Linked DNA regions of Mus musculus: region 1 is linked to region 2. The links are chromatin contacts, called in public HiChIP or PLAC-seq maps. All regions are on one chromosome and are shown on one strand. Each heading gives the region's core, a stretch centred on a gene start, on an enhancer-like site or on the middle of the called end of the contact. The rest is flanking DNA. Distances are from core to core; before and after follow the strand shown. Region 1 holds the start of Sntg1 (syntrophin, gamma 1). Region 2 has its middle 100 kb from the start of Gm26901.

Region 1 (4,754 bases), core at 2,227-4,726, 1.8 Mb before region 2:
TGCATGGATGATCTTTAAAGATTCAGGATGTTTTAAAGAGAGGTGTTATGCTTTCCTTTGGGGAAGCTCAAGTGGTAAACAACCCAAAGCCATCAAGAAGTCCTGGATGTGACAAAATATACTGGGCATCTCAGTGTTCAAGCTTTTGTAAACAATCACGATTATTAAGAGATACTGTCATACAAACATCTCAGTCTAGAAGACTTTAGGACAAGACAAGCCATCTGGAAGAGGCAGATCACCTAAGCTGCCTAGAAACAGCTGGGATCACCCGAGCTGCCTGAAAGGGGCTCAGACTAACTGGTGTGTGTGGAGAAATCCCTCTCCAACCTGTTGACATGCTTACACGCTGTGCAATACATTCTGTTTTCAGCTTTTGTGAGCTGTCACTCAGTGTTTTCATGGTAGGTGTTTTTCATAATTTCTGCTACTAAAAGTAACTCTTTATACACATTCCTGCAATGAACCCTGATAAAACTAGTTGGCCTATCTATTTGGACTTGGGTGTTATGCTTTAGTTTATCCTCAGTTTCTTGTTTGGGGTGAGCAGATATTTGCTCATGTCTGTTCAGGAAGAGCGCCACACACTAAAGGTGCAAAATGTCCTATTGGGGGCTAGTTCATGACCTGGATCCATGTAGCATATGCAGTATGCTAATTCTGTGAACTAGGTGTCATTATTTCCATTTTAGAATAAAGAACACAGTTGACAAAACTGCTCCATCAGTAAAGTGCCCATCATACAAGCCCAAGGACAAAAATCTATCTGCATATATCTACATAAAAAGATAGGCATTGCAATATGTACCTTAATCCCACCACCAGGAAGGCAGAGACAGGAGGATCCCTGGTGCACATGGGCCAACCAATCTATTTGAATAGGTAAGGTCCAGGCTCAGTGGAAGTCTCAAAATATGATGAGAGCGATACAGAAGGGCTGCATGTCTATTTTTGGTCTCTGCACACACTCTTGCACACACATGTAAATGTGTACTTGCACACACACACACACACACACACACACACACACACACACACACACACGAATACATCCTATTAGATCAGGTATGATGGAGGTGTCATGGAAATATAAGATGGCAGATAGTGATAGCCAGAAGCAGAATTGTTCATCTAGTCCAAAACACTTAAGAGATGGAGGCTCTCTTTGGAAGTAGGGAGGGGGCATGTGGTAGTGTGTGTGTGTGTGTGTGTGTGTGTGTGTGTGTGTGTGTGGTGTTGGGGGTCTTGGAGTTTTATAGGATGAAATGAGGGGGAATTTGGAGGTGGAAGAGTACCTGTGCAGGTCAGTTCCCCTGCAGTCTTAGAGGCGGGTGCTAGCAGGTTTGATGTGTGGATCTCCTTACCTGAGGCTTCAGTGGGTGATATTGGTCAAGTCAGCTTTCTTGTCTGGAGTGTCTCAGTTCACACGAGGCTTTTAGTTAACTTACTCACCATACACCAACAACAATAAAACTAAATGAAGAAACAAACTAAACAGTTTAAGCAACTTTTCTAAGTGGCAGAAAAGAAAATTCTTTCTCAAGTGAGTCAGCCATCAGAATCACTTAAGAGAAAACATAAAAACAAAGTGGTGTGGGATGGGATCTCATGGATGTTGCTAGTGGCTGTTTAGGTGACTACTTTTCTTCTGCTCCATTCTATCCACAAACAAGAAGCAAACTGGACTGAGTTTTGTACTTAGTCAATGTGAGGCATCTGCCTTTATCTGAAACCAATTGTGCTCAGTGCTACAAGCACAAGCACACATGAAGCCCCAAGCACACATGAAGCCTCAACAAAGAATATCTTCAACAAAGAATAGCTGAGCTGATTAAAGTCACCCCCCCCCGACCAGTTCTTACACAGAAAATGAGCAAAGACTGTGCCCCCTAGCACCACTTCGTTAGGAAGTCCTCAGAACACATCAAGATAGTTGTTTCATTTCAGACATACTTGCCTATAGGTATTTTTAGTTGTATTTGATACAATAAAAAGAAACAGAGTAGAATTCAACTGAAGGCACTGAAACTTTAAATTGAACACTACCTAATTTTTTATATTGAGTGTTGACTAGGTCAGTTGAGGACTCTGGTCACTGCCTGTTTTTCATAGGTTGTTGTGCTAACTTACCTTCTGTATTCTATTTATACATTCTATATAAGAACATTTAGAAAATAAAAGTAACCTTTAAGAATAAAAGTGATTTAAATGATTTTTTGGACAAATCTTATCCAACAGAAAATTTACTTAAAATAGCTCTTCAGTTCACCTCAGACTATCTGTCCCTGTTTTATTTATACTTTATTTATTTACACTTCATTTATATACATTTGTAGCATCCGGTGATACACTTCATCATCTTTGTCCCACAATGCTTTGAACAGGTTGACTAGGAGGAATGTGCTACAGGTTTGTTTCTTCACAAAAAAAGACATCAAACTGTCATAATCAGCTAGTCTGACAGTTCAAATTAATCAACCCTTTCTTTTTTCTTGGTGGCAAGAGAGGGTGGCAGGAGAGAGGGAGGAGGGGAGGATGGAGAGGGAGGCTCTGTTATTAGCATGAATCTGTGCTCTACAAAGGGAAATCTCTCCCTGTGGTTGGATAATGAAGCGCATATGTTTTCAATTAGCAACATCTCGGTGCTTCACTTAAAGGCTTTTATTTGCTGTGCTAATTTCCTGTATGATTCATGTTTCTACATGTACAAAGAAAATGATTCAAACAATTACGTGAATCAATTGAAACAAGCATGCAAAACAGCAAAGAAAACCCATTTATTTTCAGGGGTTGGCCACAACAGGCAAACACAGCCTTTAAACAAGCCATTTTCATTCTCTAACCAAAAATAGGGCAACTACTTTAACTTATTTGGAGAAAGACGTATTTGTTTGCATGGATAACAGAAACACATGTTTGCATTGGTAGAACGAAGTGGGAAACGTAATTTACAATAATACTGGAGAATTTATTTCTCCAGGAACCGGAAAACAAAGCAGCTCTTTTAAAATTAGCTCCTAGTGCTAAATTGCATCTTATGTAGTGTTATCTCAGAGTGCTGAAGCGCATCATCAACTAGGCAACCTTTGGACTCCAAAATTCAGATGTGGAGAAAGTGGATGCGAGCCTGGTCCCTTGAGCTTTTTCTGTGAGGGGTAGCTCCACAAAGCATCCCGAAACGAGGGCGACACTTACTGGGGGCCTCTTCTAGCGCGAGCCAGGGGGTGCAGCTAATGCAAGGAATGGCCCCAGACCAGGGAAAGGAGGGTTCGTGCTGGAGGAAGGATGCTCAGTGCACTTCTCCAGAACTCCTTAGTTTCCCCCAGGGCAGTCGCCAGGCCTTTGGCGGTGCTGTCGCCTCCCGCATCCACCCTACAGCCCAGTGAACTGCGTAAAATGCGGGCGCCGCAGCTCCGGCCATAGGGGCGCGGAAACCCAGCGGGAGACGCTCGTGCAATCACTCCACGACTTTCCCAGTGCAGCCGGAGGTGGATAGGAGCGAGCACCCAGCAGCACTGCGTGCCCACGCGTTGTCCCTGCGCTAAGCCTGCACGCCCCCCTCGGTCGGAACAAACTCCGGGTGCACAAGTCTGCGCTGCACAAGTTCTTCAGCTGGAGCTGGGCGCTTACCCAGGTTGGCGTTTGTGGGGCGCTCTTCAGCCTTACCACAGTCACTCAGAGCTCCGCAAAGACGCCGTGTTAAGCAGATTGCCCCATTCTCACTCTGTGTATTTCAGTTCCCCCATCTCACTCCATTCGTGCCTGCACCAGTTGCCTTGTGTGGGCGGCGGAACCTCGGCGGCCTCCTACAGGGCCACCTTCTCGAACCCGCGTCCAATTCCACCGCAAGCTTCTCTACTGGAAGCCACCAGAAGCCTGACCGCGGAGCTAAGTAACCCGGGGGACGTCTCGGTCCGGTGCCTAGGCCTTGCTGGAGCCTTTTAGGGATAACAGCCCTGCCTACCTGATCCACTACCCTCATCCAGTCTTTTGTGCGGCGACACGCCCCCGCCCCTGCGGGAACCCGGGCTGTAGGCGGTGGGAGGGCGGGAGCTGGAACCCAACCTCCCTGTCCCTGCTGTCCCTGTCTGGGGCTCCCGGCCACGGCTAAGCTCTTCGCGGCGATACAGCCTCTCGGAAACAAAGGTATCCCTAGCCTTTTCCTGGCCCTTTCACGGTTTCTGCATTTTCTGACAAGAGTCTGTCTGTGTATCTGGGAACTGAGCATCCTTACTCTGTCATCTCGGAATTCCATCTAGAGCTCCGAAAATGTGAACGTGTCCGCGCCCTGGTTAGGAAGCAAGATCGCAGGGGGACCTCCAAAATAGCCCTTCTCATCTTATGTAATTAAGGACCCACGAGCTTCCCAAAAGCACCTCTACAGTCTCCACAGTGCTCAGCTTCTCTCCTCCTCCCCCTTCTCTCCCCTGTCTCTTTCTCTCTGTCCCCCGTCCCTGTGCGCGCTTGTGCGCGCGCCCGTGTTCGTGCGTTCTTTTTTCATTTCTACCATTAGGAAACCTACTCAGAGCCGCTGTGAACTTAGAAGAGGCTCAGCATTTGTTTCCCACGGATTTCTGCCTCTCCGGAAACGTTGCCAGCGTATACACATAAGGGTATCAAGATGGAGAGACCATTAATCCCCAAGAAATGAAACACGGCGGAGAAACGGCAAAGCTAGAAGTCTGGAAGAGGCCTTAGCAGGAGTATAGGGTCTGGAGTAGACTAAGGGGTCCTGGTTCCCCTCGCTTCAGCAC
Region 2 (5,076 bases), core at 198-2,697:
GATCAGGTGGAGTTCCTAGGTGCCTAGGTCCTGCTGGTCCTAGTTACTCCCAGTATTTGGGCAGATGTTGTGTCCTCCTCAGCTCTGATCCTATCATCCTGGGTGTATTAGAGAGCCTGGAACTTCCTCTGGGTGTTGTGTGACTGACTATAGAGTTCATGCCCAAGGTCTTAAGGTGGTGAATAAACCTTGTAGAAGGACAATATGTTTTGTGTATGTGTTTAGAGCTATGGTAAAATCTAGAGAAGTGAAGGTAGTTCTCATAGGTGCTTTTAGTCTTAGGACCCTGACTAGAGATAGTTTACACCCAGGACATGAAAGAAAGGATTTGAGAAAAGCAGTTCTCTCCCACTATCTGGGAATGCTTTGGCGAAAAGGAAGGAAAAATGAACGTAAGCTGTTTCAGAGCTCTCCTAGGGACAGGAGGAGGTTGATTGATGTCCTGCCTCCTCTCTGGCTCCTACTGGAGAAATGCTTGGTTCTGGATCTGTTATTGTTTAGTCATGTTGAAATTACTTTGATTCTTCCACGGTATTTAATGTAAGTTGTATTGATTGTACACTTTCCAATTGTGTTAATATATTGAAACCTGGCATGACTGTTATGGTGGTCTATCAACCAGCTTTGTTTTATTGTCTGTAAGTATTACAGGACCTGCTATTCTGTAAGAAACTTGCAGGTACTGGAAGAAGAGATGTCAGGAACTTTTCAATAACCCCATGTGGAGTGCCTGGAATGGAATTCTGCCCTACCTTTTCCCCTTTCTTAACCCAGTGCTTGGCTTACTAATTCTATCAGTAGGACCTTTTGTTTTTAAGAGAATTATGGCCTTTATGAAGGGACAAATAGATGCAATTAAGGCCCAAACCTTGGAGATCTATTACCATTTGCTGGCAGTGTCAGATCTGGGAGATGATTTTGATGACATTCTTACAAATGGCCCTTAAAATAACCCAACTCATGCTTTGCCCTTCACCTCTCCAGTGTGATGGACTGGCTAGCCGGTGATGGGCTACTGAGAGGAGAAAGCTGCCCTTAGTGTGAATGGCAACTTAAGACATGGAACCCTGCTAAGTTGATGGAGACCCCTCTACAATGAGTAAAACCATTCTGTGCGTGACTGTCCTTGCAAACTCTCTGATCTAAGACAGGCACAGTCCCCTTGGAATCTCTAGGGTCAAGCTGATTAAGACTCTGTAAGTACACCTTGTTTCTGTATACAAAAATAGGAGGACCTGTTTGGGCCCAGAAGCCACTGGCATCTCCTCCCCCTCCATCTTGTCCCTGGGTATCATCTAACACTCTTCTGCTTCTTCCACTTTCTTGCTTCCATTCTGTAATTGACTCCGGACATTTTACAATGAGGGCACTCCTTTCCCTTTACAATGAAGGCATTCCTTTCCTTTTACAATGAGGGCACTCCTTTCTGTACCTTTTACAATGAGGGCATTCCTTTCCAGACATTTTACAATGAGAATATTCCTTTGATGTTAATGTGTTACCTAGCACCGGTCTGGCCTGTGTACCTGAGCAAATACTATCTGAAGTTTTCAGCTTTTTAAACACTCCATTTCCCAAGAGAAAATGAGGCTTGAACAGGATTTTTGTCTTGTCTCCTTCCTTTGTGTTTTCTGATCCCAAATTTGTTGTTGCAGCTCCCTTTCCTCAAGAACCCTGTTGTTTAAGTCCTACAGGTCAGGGCTTGTATGAGTATGTATGTGGTATCTATTTGTATGTGCTATGTATGGTATGTATGTGTGCATATGTGTATAGTAGGCATGTGCATTTGTAATATATATATTCTTATATATCATTGGTATGTACGTAGTATGTATGTGTGTGCAGAATGCATATGTATGTGCTAGGTATGTGTGTGTGTGTGTACATGGAATGTAGATATAAATGAATGTATATAGTATGTACATGTTTGTAGCATGTAGACAGATGTGTATGTGTCTGGTAGGCATGTGTGTATACAGCATATAAATATGTGTGTGTGGTATTGATGTGTGTATCCATGTAATATATGTGTGTAAGAATACGTGTATATTGTATGTATATGTGTGCATGTGGTATGTGTGTATATGTATATATGTGTGTGTGTATGCATATATATGTATGTGTGCCTGTTTTATGTATGTGTATATGTGTGGTATGTATGGATATATGTGATCTTTATGTGTGTATATCTATATGTATGTGTGCATTTACAGAAACTACCATGTCAGCTCTCAAAGCAAAGAGCAGATATTTTAAGCATATAAAATGCACATATACCTTCACATGACTTGCATTTACCAGAATTATAATGCTGTCATTTCAACATTAAGCAAATAATTCTTGCTAATCACAGAAAGAAAATAGACACATGCACACAGAAAATGTAAATACTTAAGAATTACAAAATAGCTATTTAAATCTAGGTAAGTTTCTCCCCAAGTTTTTCTGTCCTGCCTCAGTCTGTGTAAATTTCTAACAGCTAATGCAGATGCTTCTTGAATTACTATCAGGCTACATTTGTGCAATCCCTAAATAAGATGAAAATATTTCAAGTCAAAAATGTATTTCCTTTATCTAAAAGTTTAGAAGACTAACATCAGCCAATAGTTCTAAGACTATGACATAAAGTCATTAATATAAGGTACGCATATGATTACCTACTTGACAGAAAGCAGGAAATATCTGGTGTCACAACCATAGCAAATATTACTAGTCTTCTCCAAAATCAGAATTTGAAATACGATTTCTACTGAATATGCATGGCTCTCATACCAACGTGAAGTTAAACCCATTAAATCATGCTACTACATGCCAAAGAATTCCTGTATATTTGCATATTTTTATTTTCTATATTCTTGTTTAGTACATTCTATCTGAGATATTATAACTATCCATATAGTTATACTAGGTATGATTATATACCAGTGATATTCAAGCTATAATTTGATTACCTATTTAGTCATTGAAAGGAAATAAAACTGTAATTCATGTAATGTATGTCAAATAGCCCAAAGAGTTGTTTGTGAGCTTTGAAACCTGGGGCTGAGAACATAGCAGAACAGACCAGGACATGCCCGGGCAGGCCCATCGCCTCCCTATCTCCCACCCCTCTGACCTAAGTTAAATGTTACAGGCTGCTGATGTTTAAATGGACCAATCATGTGAAACCGCGCCAATTCCTCCCCCAGCCCCACTCCTTTTCTATAAAAATCCCTAGCTTCCAAGCCTCGTGGTCGAATCCACTGTCTCCTGTGTGAGATACGTTTCAACCCGGAGCTCCGCCATTAAAATACCTCTTGTTGTTACATCAAGGTGTTGTGTTCTATTCGTGATTCTTGGGTGCACGCCGAATCGGGAGCTGAGTGGGGGTTTCCCCACTGAGTTCTTTCATCATCAAATTGCTCTTTCACAGGATCACCTAATATAAGAAAACACAGATACTTATGATTCATAAAAGTATCAATGTTAGTTATGAATTGAAGATTTACAGGATTACAAAACTACATATATGAGCAATGAAAATAACCTCATGTTCTCACAACATGAGAAACTATATTAAAATATCACAGCATTAGGAACAGTGAGAACCACTGTTCTATATTCTCAGCAAAAAAAAAAAGTTTCATCATGAATACAAATTTAAGTAACAAAAGCAAATCTACACAGGATGATTCAGGGTATAAAGTTAACAAATTTTCAAAATAACTTTACAAATTTGCTAAAATCTTAGGATAGTCTGCCTCTTCTTTTCTAGTCTCTCCTCTCCTCATTACCCATCTTTGTTCTCAACCAGATACTTAAAATTCAGCATATATATATATATATATATATATATGCACAAATATAAAAACCCATGACCCAGAAATGAAAGAAATGAAGTTATATAATTTTTCATTTTTTAAGTAACAGCATTAAACCTGTAAAAACTGTCAGGTAAAGTTTATTTTAATTACATTTATCTAACTCAATATATCAAAATAACTATTATCTTTATTTATTTTAGTATAAAAGCTATAACTATAAACCTTGTGTTCAGAAATATTTATAGTCAATGTGTGTAGCACATGTATAAACCTATCACCAATTAACATTAAATACACCCATGTGCTCAATGAGCACCTGCAACAAATACAAGTGCCTGCATATTACACTGTGAAGTTCTTTTGCTTATAAATACACACACACAGCCCCCCAAAAAATCTGCATTCCAAAAAAATAAAAATAAAAATAAAAGTCTTTCAGCTAGCAAAATGGCTGAACAAGTAAACATGTCTGCCATCAAGAATTGAATACCATCCCAATTTGGATGCTCATTATCTGAGGTTTAAGTGCCACAGTAGAAGGAGGGGCCAGACATGGAGAAGTCATGCTCCTATCTCCATATGTGCTATTACACTACTCTGGGTGCCTGCACTTCCAAACTCCTGCAGTGACCTTTGTTGCAAACCGACCTGAGGCTCACATGAACTGGGTTTCACCTGGGAGGCAAACCGGGGCTGAAAAGAGAGGGGAACTAGGTGGACGAGAGAGAAATGGAGCCAAGACAATTCCTGATCAAGGCTCAAATGTTTAATAATAGTCTGTGCTTATAAAGGGAGAAACACATTCCCTGCCACGCCAAGTTTCTAGCGTCTTGATGCCAAGTTGTCAGCAAAGCCTTTTAGCAGTAAGTCGCCAAATTCACAGGTTGCAGTTAACTCCTGAAAATCTCGGAGAACTGGTTTGGCCTCACCACTGGCAGGTGGTAGGTAGTGTCACATCAAAGGAAACTAGCTGAATCAGAGGAGCTGCACCGCAGGTGGCCCCGCCTCAGTGGCTTAAGGTCTGAACCATCCTGCCTAGGCTAGAGGAGGTTACAGACCTTGCCAGATTCCAACATGGGAAAATAGCTCATTGTTAGAATCATGTCTGGAGGTCTGGGTATGAGAAATAGGACACACAAGACTCAGAGAATGAGCATTAAAACTAACCAATCTCCAAGGCACTGAAAGCTTGCATGCCCCATAAAAATTACCAGTGAAAGAGGAAAGGTTAGCCAAGGACCCAAAGAAGAACTGGGAAAAGAGCGCAAGAGCA

Evidence for each region. HiChIP or PLAC-seq counts read pairs in DNA pulled down with a chosen protein or histone mark.
Region 1: an H3K27ac HiChIP or PLAC-seq map of embryonic stem cells shows a contact between it and region 2, with 8 times the contacts expected there. The contact joins the promoter of Sntg1 here to the enhancer-like site in region 2. A contact is called at or near these places in 2 of 39 promoter capture datasets (cranial neural crest and hippocampal neurons) and 3 of 115 datasets of contacts at active chromatin or transcription factors (VIP interneurons, embryonic stem cells and epiblast stem cells).

The regions. Positions count from the first base shown.
Region 1 is chr1:9,298,599-9,303,352 of GRCm38.p6, reverse strand. Sntg1 (syntrophin, gamma 1) reads left to right here and starts at 3,476. Exons shown (of 20, transcript NM_001290393.1): 1 at 3,476-4,754.
Region 2 is chr1:7,498,927-7,504,002 of GRCm38.p6, reverse strand. No RefSeq gene overlaps it. Among named protein-coding and RNA genes, the nearest start is that of Gm26901, 100 kb to the right of the region's middle. Within about 2 kb of position 1,447, at least 16 of the 459 cell types and tissues checked have an H3K27ac peak or open chromatin away from gene starts, as enhancers often do. A contact at or near this core is called in embryonic stem cells, where this site is marked.